Linked DNA regions of Muntiacus reevesi: regions 1 and 2 are each linked to region 3. A link is a contact called in public Hi-C data. All regions are on one chromosome and are shown on one strand. The core of a region is the stretch at or near the end of the contact, and the rest is flanking DNA. Distances in the headings are between cores, read along the strand shown.

Evidence for each region. A called contact is a pair of places that touch in the nucleus more often than the background predicts.
Region 1: a contact with region 3 is called in a Hi-C map of blood, with 3 times the contacts expected there. The contact joins the promoter of PABPC1 here to the promoter of YWHAZ in region 3. A contact is called at or near these places in 2 of 3 Hi-C or Micro-C datasets (blood and muscle).
Region 2: a Hi-C map of muscle shows a contact between it and region 3, with 4 times the contacts expected there. The contact joins the promoter of ZNF706 here to the promoter of YWHAZ in region 3. A contact is called at or near these places in 2 of 3 Hi-C or Micro-C datasets (blood and muscle).

Annotation. Positions count from the first base shown.
Region 1 is chr12:17,312,541-17,316,733 of mMunRee1.1, reverse strand. PABPC1 (poly(A) binding protein cytoplasmic 1) reads left to right here and starts at 2,175. Exons shown (of 15, transcript XM_065902495.1): 1 at 2,175-2,891. The coding sequence starts at 2,699.
Region 2 is chr12:17,743,590-17,747,531 of mMunRee1.1, reverse strand. ZNF706 (zinc finger protein 706) reads left to right here and starts at 1,986. Exons shown (of 4, transcript XM_065902831.1): 1 at 1,986-2,248.
Region 3 is chr12:17,516,454-17,520,567 of mMunRee1.1, reverse strand. YWHAZ (tyrosine 3-monooxygenase/tryptophan 5-monooxygenase activation protein zeta) reads left to right here and starts at 1,487. Exons shown (of 6, transcript XM_065903424.1): 1 at 1,487-1,636. It overlaps LOC136145167 (a long non-coding RNA gene), which reads right to left and starts at 509. Exons shown (of 4, transcript XR_010658709.1): 1 at 119-509.

The DNA of each region.
Region 1 (4,193 bases), core at 926-3,425, 200 kb after region 3:
GTTTCAGCTCTTGGTGTGATCGAATTTCCAAGTTATAGGTGGTGATTTTATTTCACATTTCTTTTAATTAGTGTACCTCTTCTTTCATTCGTCTGATTTTTTTAATACTCTGTTCAGCAATTTAATGAAAATACTAAAATGAAATCATATTTTCTTTTAAAGTAAACAATGGAATTTCCATCCTCATTTTTTTAAGAAAATAAATTTAGAATCTAATAGAAAATCATCACAGCCAGATAAAACACTGGGATTGGATGTTTACTGTACTCACTGTAATGCTTATATGATTACCAGAGAACTCATTAGAAGACTCCTGAGGAAAGAAATTTGTGTCTGTCAAGTATCTTCCTCACATCCAGATGCACTTGGTAGGTATTCAATAAACGTATGTATGGACTGACTTTAACTACAGAGTTCTAATAGAGTGAATGGTGATTTGTCATCTAGGATAAGATCTGTCTTCCTAATACACAGTTCTCAGTCTCCAGTCTTGCTCTTTTACCTAATAAAATACATAAGGTAACTTGTTTTCCAAAATATCAGTATTATCTTCTTCCTACCAAGATAGGGGCAAAATAGCACTTATGTGGGATTCTTCAGGTTTAAATTTGAATTGAGAATCAAGTACCCAGTCCACAACCAAAGATATATTTAACGTGCCTGAAAGTTTACTGAATTAAAGAATGAATTGGACAGTCATTTGAGACCGTTCTCTTAACAGTAAAATAAAATTATTACTTCTCGCTCCACTTTCCACACAAGATTGCTGTAGGGAACAAAAGATGCTAAAGCTTTAAAAATTGTAAAGTACATCTCTTCTCGGCCTTTTGGCTAAGATCAAGTGTAAAAATTGTAAAGTTCACTACTACTTTGAAGTCGGATTTGCATGTTGACTTAATGTCTTTCCTATCAACTGGTATTTTTGCAATAGCCTTCCTATTAAAGCTCCCAACTAACTCCACAACTGTTGTACAGATTTTTAATACTGCGTTTAGGCGATTTCTAATTATGCCTGGTTGCAAGTCTGTGAAGCCATGTACGACTGTGACAGACTCGCACTTTGCAGGAAAACATTTTTCTGGAGTCCTGTTCTCTGTTTCAAATTGCTGGCAGAAGTAGCACGAAATCAGTGACTCCACCCTGACCTCTTAAGTGAACTGTGATCACGGTACTTTAAAAAGGGAAGCGGACAAAGACCTCAAAATAGTTTGCCCAAATTAAAATCACGCTGACCAACGACAGCGCCCAGATGGGAGACCCGGTAAGAGTCTTAAGGGCTCGGAATGGAGAGGCCCCGGAGTCCGAGAGCCCCTCCGCACCCCGGTCCTCTATTGGAAGCACGACCCAGGTCCGGAGCTGGAACGGTTGCGGGGGTTGGGGATGGGTGAGCCCCCGAGCGGGCGGCCAGGACCCGCCGCCGGTTGGGGGTCAGCGAGCGCCGCGGCCGTTGAAGACTCCAGCTCCCAGCAGGCACCGCTTCCGCGGCCGAGGCGCGTGGCGGCGCTGCCCGCTGGGACTCGTAGTGCGGTCTGGTAGGAGAACCGGGGAGCCAGCTTGGGCTCCTTTTCGCCCACGTTGCGGAAACTAGGCCTGGGGGAATCACGCCGGCCCACTCCCGCCTGGCGACCCTAGGGGGCGGGGTGGGGGCGAGTGGAACGACTGGCTGCGGCGGGAAGAGGGCCTTTGGGGGTCGCGCACGTGGGGGGTAGTTAAGCGCCGAGAAACCCGGAAGCCCCGCGCACCGCCCACCGCCCTGGTGACGGCTCAACGCCTCTACCCGGTGGAGGTGGGGCGGGGTGTGTGGGAGGAGGGGCCGGCCCACCCGGCTCCTCAGAGAGACGCCCGCGAGCCGGCCCTCCCCTCCCCTCCCCCACGGGTCCTACGCCGCGCGGGGCCCGCCCACACCCCCACCCCCGACCCCGGCGCGTGCGCAGAAGCCCCGCCCCTCCGCCCCAGCCCCACCCACTACAACCGCAGCCGCTGCCGCCGCCGCCACTTCCTCTCCCTTCCTCTCTGCTCTTTTTCCTCCTCCTGTTTTTCTCTTCCCTCCTCCCCCTCCGCCTCCTTGTCTCCTCCCCCTCCGGCGCTGACGCTCGCGTAGGGCCCTGGCGTCAGACGCGCGGGGGGCGGGGCGAGTGCGGCGGGGGGTATAAGTAGAGGGTGCAGGAGGCGGTGCTTCCCCTTCTCCCCGGCGGTTAGTGCTGAGAGTGCGGAGTGTGTGCTCCGGGCTCGGAACACACATTTATTATTAAAAAAATCCAAAAAAAATCTAAAAAAATCTTTTAAAAAACCCCAAAAAAAATTTACAAAAAAATCCGCGTCTCCCCGCCGGAGACTTTTATTTTTTTTTTCCTTCCTCTTTTATAAAATAACCCGGTGAAGCAGCCGAGACCGACCCGCCCGCCCGCGGCCCCGCAGCAGCTCCAAGAAGGAACCAAGAGACCGAGGCCTTCTCCCGCTGCCCGGACCCGACACCACCACCCTCGCTCCCCAGCCGGCAGCCAGCAGCCAAGCCTCCAGCGGCAGCGGATCGACCCGATTCTGCGGCCGTTGAGTAGTTCCCGATTCCGCTTGATTTTTGTCCCTCTGCGCTTGCCCCCGCTCCCCACCCCCCGGCTCCGGCCCCCCGGCCCCGGCACTCTCTCCCCTCCTCTGACGGGAAAGGTCGCGCGGCCTGTGGCCCTGCAGCCGTGCCGAGATGAACCCCAGCGCCCCCAGCTACCCCATGGCCTCGCTCTATGTGGGGGACCTACACCCCGATGTGACCGAGGCGATGCTCTATGAGAAGTTCAGCCCGGCCGGGCCCATCCTCTCCATCCGGGTCTGCAGGGACATGATCACCCGCCGCTCCTTGGGCTACGCGTATGTGAACTTCCAGCAGCCGGCGGACGGTGAGAGCCGGGCCCGGCGGGCGGGCGGCCGGGCGAGCGGCCATGAGGCTCAGGCGGCGGCGGGCGGGCTAGGCCGGCGGGCCCGGGGGGGAGGGGGCGGGAGGGCATGTCACCCCACCCGAGGCCAGCGGGCAGAGGCTGGGGCGTCAGGACCCCGGCTCCTCGCGCCGGCCGGGGCCCGCGCCGCCGGCAGCCGCACGCCCCTCGCGCGCCCGGCCACTTCCTTTTCCGCGACCATTTTCTCGGCCTCAGCAGCGCTCAAACTTTAGGGTGATGACGCGCCCGGAGGGTGGGTGAGGTTGGGTTCTAACACGACCCGGTGCTCCCCCAGGTAGCGGCGAGATCTTGAGGGTGTCGAGCGCCGATCCCCTTCTCCGGTAGTCGGTGGAGGCGCTCCCACCACCCCCAGGCTCCTGCCGGCGCCCCAGGACAGGGAGGAAGTGCATTTCAGTGCTCGAAAAATACCACGTGTTGAACCCGGTAACCTCCCAGGCCCGAGGCCTGTACCCTGTCGCGGGTCCAGTCGCCTGGGGAAGCCGCGGGGACTTGGAATAAAGTTAATCTGGTGCTCTGGTGGTCGTCCTCAGGTTTCTGCGACCACTCTCACTAACGTGTGTGTGACTGACGGCTCCAGAAGTGTAAATTACCAACCAGACGTTGCTTTGGGGGTTTTCCCTTAGTTCAGACAGTTCTTGAAGCAGCAAGTTTGGAGAGAGGGGATGTAGAAGATGACCCATCGTTTTCTCAGGCAATTTAGTTAGTTTTGATTTTTAAAATCTAGTTAGTTTCGTGGTACTGGTAATTCGGGGTTTGTTTTTTTCCATCTCCTGAAATCGTCTCTGGTTTTGAAAGATTTTACTTTAAAAAGTCGTCCCCAATTTTGACTAAAATGTTGCTTGTGAGTGTAGTGTGTACTAGACCATTATACTTATGTGGTATTCTAGTGGTGATTTCCTTATAAAAGTGGTCCATTATATTCATACATTATGGGGAATGATTGAGTGAAAAGGAAGGGATTAATTAGTTTGAATGTATGGGGAAAAAGATGGCGATTAACCTTATATTTTTAAACAGTTCACAAAAATTCGAATATTTGGCAAATAGATATGTGGCCTGATGAGTTGCCAGGATTTTTCTTTATAGCTGAATCAATTGACTTGGAAAAGTCATTTTCACTTAATTTTATGATCCATTTTTGCCCTTTTTTCCCTTGGCTACTTGAATATATGTCAAGTATTATAAAGCATATGGAATTAGTTTTCGTAGGAAAGGCCTTGAAGGTGGAATTTAAAACTTTTATCT
Region 2 (3,942 bases), core at 737-3,236, 230 kb before region 3:
GGCATCCGGTCCCATCACTTCTTGGCAAATAGATGGGGAAACAGCGGAAACAGTGGCTGACTTTATTTTTCTGGGCTCCAAAATCACCACACTGCTGCCATGAAATTAAAAGATGCTTACTCCTTGGAAGGAAAATCATGACCAACCTAGACAGCATATTAAAAAGCAGAGACATTACTTTGTCAACAAAGGTCCCTATAGTCAAGGCTATGGTTTTTACAGTGGTCATGTATGGATGTGAGAGTTGGACTATAAAGAAACCTGAGCACCGAAGAATTGATGCTTTTGAACTGTGGCGTTGGAGAAGCCTCTTGAGAGTCCCTTGGACAGCAAGGAGATCCAACGAGTCCATCCTAAAGATCAGTCTTGGGTGTTCATTGGGAGGACTGATGTTGAAGCTGAAACTCTGGTACTTTGGCCACCTAATGCAAAGAGCTGACTCATTTGAAAAGACCCTGATGCTGGGAAAGACTGAGGGCAGGAGAAGGGGATGACAGAGGATGAGATGGTTGGATGGTATCACCGACTCAATGGACATGGGTTTGGGTGGACTCCAGGAGTTGGTGATGGACAGGGAGGCCTGGCGTGCTGCGGTTCATGGGGTCACAAAGAGTCAAGACAGGACTGAGCGACTGAACTGAACTGCACTGAACTGAAGCATTGGGTATATAGAGGCACAAATGAGCTTACAATTGAATACTGGAGAAATATTGATTTGAACACGTGACTTTAAAACTGCAATATGGGAGGGCATGAAAAGGCAAGAGGAACTGAAATGAGGATGAAAAGGAAGGACTGAACAACCAGATCCATGTCTTATGCCACCCAAATGCAATCAGCAGTTAACTCCTCCCTGGCTAAACAATTGTGTGACTATACATTTCCCAATCCAGGTAACTTGCGTTGTACTATGTTCAACTAACATTTTCCTGCCCACTGACAAATTTGGGTAAGCGGAGGCTATGGGCAAGGTGGGAACGTCAAATGTAAGAGCCTTCTTTGTTGTTTTATCTGTAGTTCTAACTAAAAACCAATGTGTGTTGGGGGTGCGGAGGGCGAGGGGGAAAAAAAGCCAATGTCTAGCAAGTCTTTTCCAGATAAACTTTAATAATCGTTACAATCGCCATCTCTCTTGATTCAGCTATTAGAAATTACCAGTTGTGGCTTGTAAATCAAGACTCCCGGCTCCCCTCCCCGCCCCCCGCCCCAAATCATCTCAACCATTCCCTTAAATGTTAACAACTCAGTATATTGTTAAGTAGTCAGCCTGAAACAGTCAGGGAGGTCTAGCCGACAGTTCTCAGTGAGACAGTCAGGCGTGAATCGTGAACTCACTAAAACCCTCAGATTGGTCAAACAACCGGGGTTTCCGTGGGAACGAGGTAAAAGGCAGCTTGTGAGAGAACAAAGGCTGCGCGTCCCAGGCAAGGCCCTCCCGGCCCGCTGGCCTCACTGGAGGCGGGGTCGGCGGCGGCGGTGCGCCCGGGTGGCTGGCTCCCAGGTCGGTAACCCACGCCGCCGCGGCGCTGGCGCGCCTCTCTGGAACCCCCCCCAACCACCACCAACACCACGCTTCCACCAGGCCGAGACTGGAGACTCGTGAGAAGGAACGGGCGCGGGGGCTGAGGCCGGGCCGCCGCCTGAGTCAGTGAGCAAGCGACCTGTGAATCACACTGCAGGCCGTTACCCGACAGGACCGAGATCACGCGGCTCCCGGGGCCGGCTGAAGCCGCCTAGAAAGGAGCACGCCGGAGGGGAGGGGCGCCGGGGACAGAGCGCGACGTCCCCTGCCGTTCCTGTCTCTGAGAGGCCGCCTTCCCGGCCAGGCCTCGCCCCTCGCGCTTATGTAATAGGGGCGCGCTGCCATTGGCCCGCGAAACCGGAAGAGGCGCAGGCGCGCGTGCGGGTGGGGAGGTGGGGAGGCGGTCTGGAGGCCGGGGTAGGAAGGCGAGTGGGCGGGGGCTGCGCGGAACAGGCGGCGCTGGGGCGACTGGGAGAAGTGCGCGGCGTGCGCGAGCACGAGGCGTAGTGGCCTCCCTCAAGGCAGAGGCGGCGGGCGCGCGCGGCGGCGGCGGCGGGTGCGAGGCGCGGGCTGTTGTGCTGCCGGCTCTCGCTTTTCCCCTCCTCGGCGGGTGGAGGAGGCTGAAGCGGTGCTGGGCGCGCTCCCCTTCCTCTCCCTCCGGCCACCTCCCCCCGCGAGCCCTCTCGCGCTGCGCGGTCTCTCCGACGCAAGACTGTCCCGGCCCGGGTGAGCGGCTGTGGGGGTGGCGCTGACGCCGCAGGACGCCCGGGAGCCGGGGTGGGGGGCCTGCCGGCTGGGTCGGCGGGGGGCGTGAGGAGGCGGGCAGGTCAGCGCGGGTCGCGAGGGGCCGCCGGCCTGCCCCGCCTCCTTGAGGGGCCGCCGAGCCTGCCCTGTCCCGGCGCGGGCCGCCGGGAAGGAGGGGAATCTCGGGCGCCCGCCAGGCCCTGCAGGTGGCCGGCTCGCAGGCCGGCCCCGGCGGCGGCGGAGCGGTAGCCTTATCCGCTGGCGGCAGCAGCTGGTCGGTTTCCCTCAGCTGGGACTCCGGGTGCCCGAAGGGGCCGGGTTTCGGGCAGCGGAGGCCCCCGGGAGGCGCGTCTCGGGCCAGGGTCCGTGAGGAGGGGCCGGTAGGTAGGGGGTTCGGTGGCCAAAAAAGAGGAGGAATTCTCTCCCAGGCGGGAGAGGCCGGTCTGGGAAGGAAGGTGTGCCGAGCTTAACAGCCGGGTTCAGCGAAGTGCTGGGTAAGATAGACCTAACTGCCGGCCCTTTCATCCTCCCTCCTCTCTGAAAGGGACTTAGTTCATTAAAAAAGCCAGAGTCAAGTTGTTGTTCACTGCCCGGGCCTCTTCGTTTTCAGATACTTAATGGAAAATGATCCTACTTCCTGGATTCAAAAATTTTTTCTCTTACTCGTTTGTTTTGGTTTTAGGAGACTCTTTGGGGCAAGGCTTATATTCGGTACCTCCTGTAAGAGTCCCTCATATTGGAAGAACTCGTTATTCGCTTTACTTACTTCCCTCTTTACAGCCCCCCTCGGAGAACCATACAAAATAAAGTTATAAGCCAGCTTCTAGGTATTTGTAAATGACTTCTTGCCCCTCAGTTCGCTGCATTTAATCAAAGAGAAGTTATGCTTAGTTACGCTTAAGATTTTGTAGAAAACTCAGTTGGCTTGCGAGCAAGCCCTGAGTTGAGCTGTCCAAAAGCAGGTGGTTTGTTCGTTTGCATTTCTGCTTTCAGAAAGGAAATCAATGCAAGCGTGTCGCTAGAACTTAGGGGCCGGTCTTACGCATTTAGACTGATTTCAATTTCCTTTACCTCGTGTTTTCTGTTTTAAAAATAAGAACAGCAACCACAATCTTTTCTTTATTGAAGCTGTTATGGTTTTTTTGTTACTTTTGTGAGATGACAGTGAGAATGGGAAAATGTATTGTTAATGTTTTATTTTATCCGCAATGGTAACTGCAAAAGTTGCTTTTTTCAGATCACTGCATGAATATTTTAGCAGAATAGCTTAATAACGTTTAGATATCAAAGAAACTTCTAGAATTAGTAGCTTACCATTTTAAAAGATTTTTTTCCCCTAGTGTAAAACAGTTAAGAGGTTACATACATAACCTGTGTATTAACATACATAGCATACATCATGTGGAAGACTTCATATCCATGTGAAGCCTGAAGTATTCTGACTTAAGGTACTGATGCTAAGGCATTGAGATACTAAGAATGTTATAAACATTGAGATGTCATAAAGATTGAATACCTATCATTCAAATAATGCAGAAGTGTCCAAATCTGTTTCCATGGGAATAGGTTTGTAAACTTGCCATAAATATACTTTTTAAAAAAGCATTTCATTTGACTTGGAATTAATAAGGATTTGTTTTTTTTTTTAAATAACAAAAATGGAAGTTTAGCCTTCA
Region 3 (4,114 bases), core at 238-2,737:
ATGGAGCTCACACATGGGTAGCAGAAAGAGTTCTTGAGTTCTAGAAACTCTCAATGACTTTTGCAATTGGTTTGGTAGGTCATCCAGGCACTAATGTTTTCTAAGTTCTAACACTTACCTAAAGGAAGACGGATCAAAGACATTTCACACAGTGAATGCATGTCTTTGAACTTCCTGAAGTTGACTGGGTGGAGGCCCTACCGTTTTAGGTTGGCACGTAAACGCGGCACCTGCAATTTCCGCCCTTCTCTTTCCGCTCTTCCTGGCTCCTGGTCCCTGCTCCTCACCCCGCCCGCGGCCCACCGCCCGCTGGGTCAACCCGGGCCCTGGGAACAGCACGTCCCTCCCTCAGGAGAAAACAGGTAATCACGTTTTAAACCACGGAAGCATGAGGTCTCTTATTTTGGAGAGAAAAAAATTCAACCTACGAAAAACGAGGGAATACAGTCAAACCTCTATGCCTCCTGTCTTGTTATGGCCTCGAGCCCCCTCAAAGTCTCCACCTAAGGACGCCGGCTTTCCCTCTCAGAGGCTGAAGGCCCTGTGAGAGGCTCCTCCCAGGCCTCACCTCCCGCCAGCTCCGCCCGCCACACCTCACTCCCATTTGGTGCCCACCCATTGTCTCCTCGCAGCTGTCACGGCGCACTGATGCCCCAGTCCCGACTGGAAAAACCAACTGGTTGCTCAGTCCACGTACTGGGACCGGACGCCTCCCTCTCTCCCGAGCCTTAAAAGGCCTCTGGCCGCCGTCCCTGAGGTAGCAGGTAAAGCGGCGGCAGCGGAAAGGAGAAAGGGAGGGGCCGCGCGCCCCGATCGCCCCGCCCGGCGTGTGTGTCAGGGGAACCTGGGGGTCTAGCGCGCCACATTGCCCCTCCCCGACCCTTTGACCGTGCCCCGCACCCCCAAGTCCAGATCATAATGCCCGTGCCTTGGAGCCGCTCTCGTAATCTAGCCCCCGCTCGGATGCCCCCGGGGGGCAGTTACCGCGGCGAAACACGGAGGGCGGGGCGGGCCAGGCGGATGGGAGGGGGCGGGGGTGTGAAAGGTCCCGGATGTTGCCGAACGGGCGCCCCTTCTAGAGGGAGTAACTGGCGCAGGCGCAGAAGGGTCGCACGAACCCTAAGGTGGGGGTGGGGAAAAATTGCCTCCCGACTGATTTTGGGGGAGCGAGCCGGAGAAGAGTTGCGGGGGATCCGAGGGGAATGCGAGGGAAACGGTGGGGATACTGGTGACCAGAGGAAGAAAAAAAGAGCTTTCTGTTCGGGCACCCTCAGGACAGGAGTAGAGAAGTTGGAAGCCAAGAGGGCTGGGGAGGAGAGTTGGGAGCCGAGGGAACGCGCGCGCTCCTCCGCTCGCCCTCTAGCGCGGGCGGGCAGGACGGCCGCGAGCTGGGGAGCGGCGGTTGCTCTGGGCCCCCAGAGCTGTGGGCACCAATCAACGGTTGCCATAGCAGCGTTTGACGTCATCGTGCGTGTGGTGCCCCTGCTGCCGGGGCTGGTGATTGGAGGAAACCCCGTGTCTGCGGAGCGGCTGTAGCCTGTGAGCTGCGAGATCCAGGGACAGAGTCTCAGCCTCGCCGTTGCCGCCCAGAGACTGCTGATCCCCGTCCGTCCGTCGCCACCTACTCCGGACACAGGTAAGGGACTCAGCCGCCGCCGCCGCCTCGCCCCGCTCCTTCCTGTCCCAGGCCAAGCATTCGAAAGCGCGGGAACAGTCCCCGCTCCGCATCCCCTCAAGCCCTGCTCGCCCGCGGTGGGGAGCGGCGCTGGGCTGAGGCGGAGTCTCCTCAGGCGGAGACGGGCGGCGGCTTCTCTTCCGCTGGGTTCTGGCGGGCGGCTCGCGGCAGCCTCTGGCTACTTGCTTCCGCATCGACGCTTCGGCCCGGAGGGGCGCCCGGTCTGATCCGGTCCCCGGGGATAGGGGGTGGTGGGTAGGGCGACCGCACGCCAGGTTTCCCCCAGGGACCCGCCCGGTTGCAGGCCTCCCGAGGGTGACCGAGGCAGCGCCGGGCGCGATCCGTTCCTTTTTCGCACCCCCCACCCACCCCCCGACAGCCCCCTCCTCCGCGCCGCCCCACTGCCCGCTTCCGCCCGAGAGAGAATGACTCGGCGGCCGCGGGCATTGCAGTGGCGCAGGTGAGGCCGCCCCCTCCCCGCCGCCCCCCGTCCCCTCCCCCCGCCTCTCCCGCCCTCTCGGCGGCGCAGCCTCCGCGCCCGGCGCTGCGGTGGCACCCAGCCCTCCTCCCCAACCTGGGCGGCGGCGGCGGCGGCGGCGGGAGTGTCGGCCCTGGTCACGGGGCTGCGAGCCAAGGCGGCCCGGAAGCGCCCGCCAGGTAGAGCGGGGCGAGGCCGTGCTTCTGTCGAGCCGGTCCCGGGGTGGGGCTCGCCCGAGACCTCGAGCCGAATTTCCCGGGTTCCGCGGGGGTGGTGGTGGGGGGGGGGCGGGGAGTACTTGAATATTCCCGGCGTGGTGGGGGGGATGGGGCTGGCTTTCTGTCTCCGCGTGGAGGGGGGGCGGCGGTGTTCGGAGCCCAGGTAGGGGATAGCGTTGAGGGTGGGAAGACGGGGGACCACAGGACTCGCTCGTCCTCCCGGGGGTGGGGGGGCCTGGTAGACGTGAAGGTCCGTGCGCTGGTGTGTATCGACCGGGACCCCGCTCGGCGGGGCGGGTGAGCCCGCGCGTAACAGCCGGCGGCGGCCGGGCTCGCCTGGGTGTGGCTCGCCCCCTCCCCCACCGGTTGCAGCTGTCGGGCCCCCGGAGACTAAAGGAGCACCCGCGGCGGCCGGTGGCGGACGGACGCCGACGGGAGAGTGGGGTGTGTCCGCGGTCGGCCGCTCGTGGTTCCGCTTCTGCGGGGGGGCGGCCCCGGCGTCCGTGCCCTCGAGGCGAGCGGGCGGCTCCCGATTCCCAACGCAGGCGGGGGCGCGCGCCTCTTCCCCGCGCCTCCCCCACCCCGGCCCCGGTGGGGGAATTAACACTAGGCAGTAGGTTGGGCTCCTTGACACAGATCCGCCATGACAAAGAGGGAGAAGCGAGGACTCGCGCGGAGGCACCAGCCTGGGCGGAGCCAAGGAGGGGGGTTGCGGCTGGCGCGGACGGAAGGGTTTGCCCTTTAAAGTCACAGACGGCCCGTTGTCGTTTCACCCACCTCGAAGTCTTCCGGCGGTGAAGGGTTAAATGGGTGCGGCGAGTCCTGGGAGCGCTGCTTATTCTTTGAGAAACCTTGTCCACTTCCCCTCGTTACTGAGGGGTTTGGGAGAGGAACCTTTGTACTGGTTGTAGATAATTTTCTTTTGAAGTAGCATTAGCCGGAGAGCCTTTTTTGATTTTTAGGGGGGGAGAATTGGTAATTGCAAGAAAGGGGTGGAGAGGTTATGCGAAAATAGATTTGGGGTTTGACATTGAAAACAGTATACTTCCTATTTAAGCTAGCTATCTAGTTGTTTAAATACAAAGGATTGGTTCCGATTTGGTTTTTTAAAAAGAAATGTTTTGTGGGATTTCCCTGGGAAGGTAAAGAAAGGGAGTCAGTTCCCATAGTGAGTGACAGTGATTCCTGTTTTCATCGTAAGTCATGTACCCTTTGGGACCACCCTTTGGGACCACTGTAGGGGCTAATATCTCTCTGTGCTGCTTCAGGATCTTTCTGAAGGATGTCTTAAGGAATAGCACAACGGGGGAAATTGAAAAGTCCAGAAATTTAAAATGAGAAAGAATTGGGAAGTCTTGATAAGGGCAGCTTGAGTGATAATGTATTCAATTAATTTTTGACTACTAGAAACGAGGCAGTAAGCCTGCATTTAAACAGAACAGTGACATCAGAAACATTGATCACACTGGGAAGCATTTAGTATCTATTTTAGTGCTCATAGATAGTAAGAATTGAAGTTCCAAGTCTCATGGGTTGTTTTTTTTTAAGCCCATGTGCGTATAACAAGGTACAGATGAAGCCTTAGGGTTAGTTATTGATCCTTGGTGGTGGTTTTACATTCACAACATTAAAATAAGCAATGTGGTCATTTCTCCCAGGAAATTTGCATGCTATGATCAGCTCTTGCGAAGATCAGTGGACTTGGGGTGGGAGTGTTTTCAGCTAAAATTTAAACACTTGACA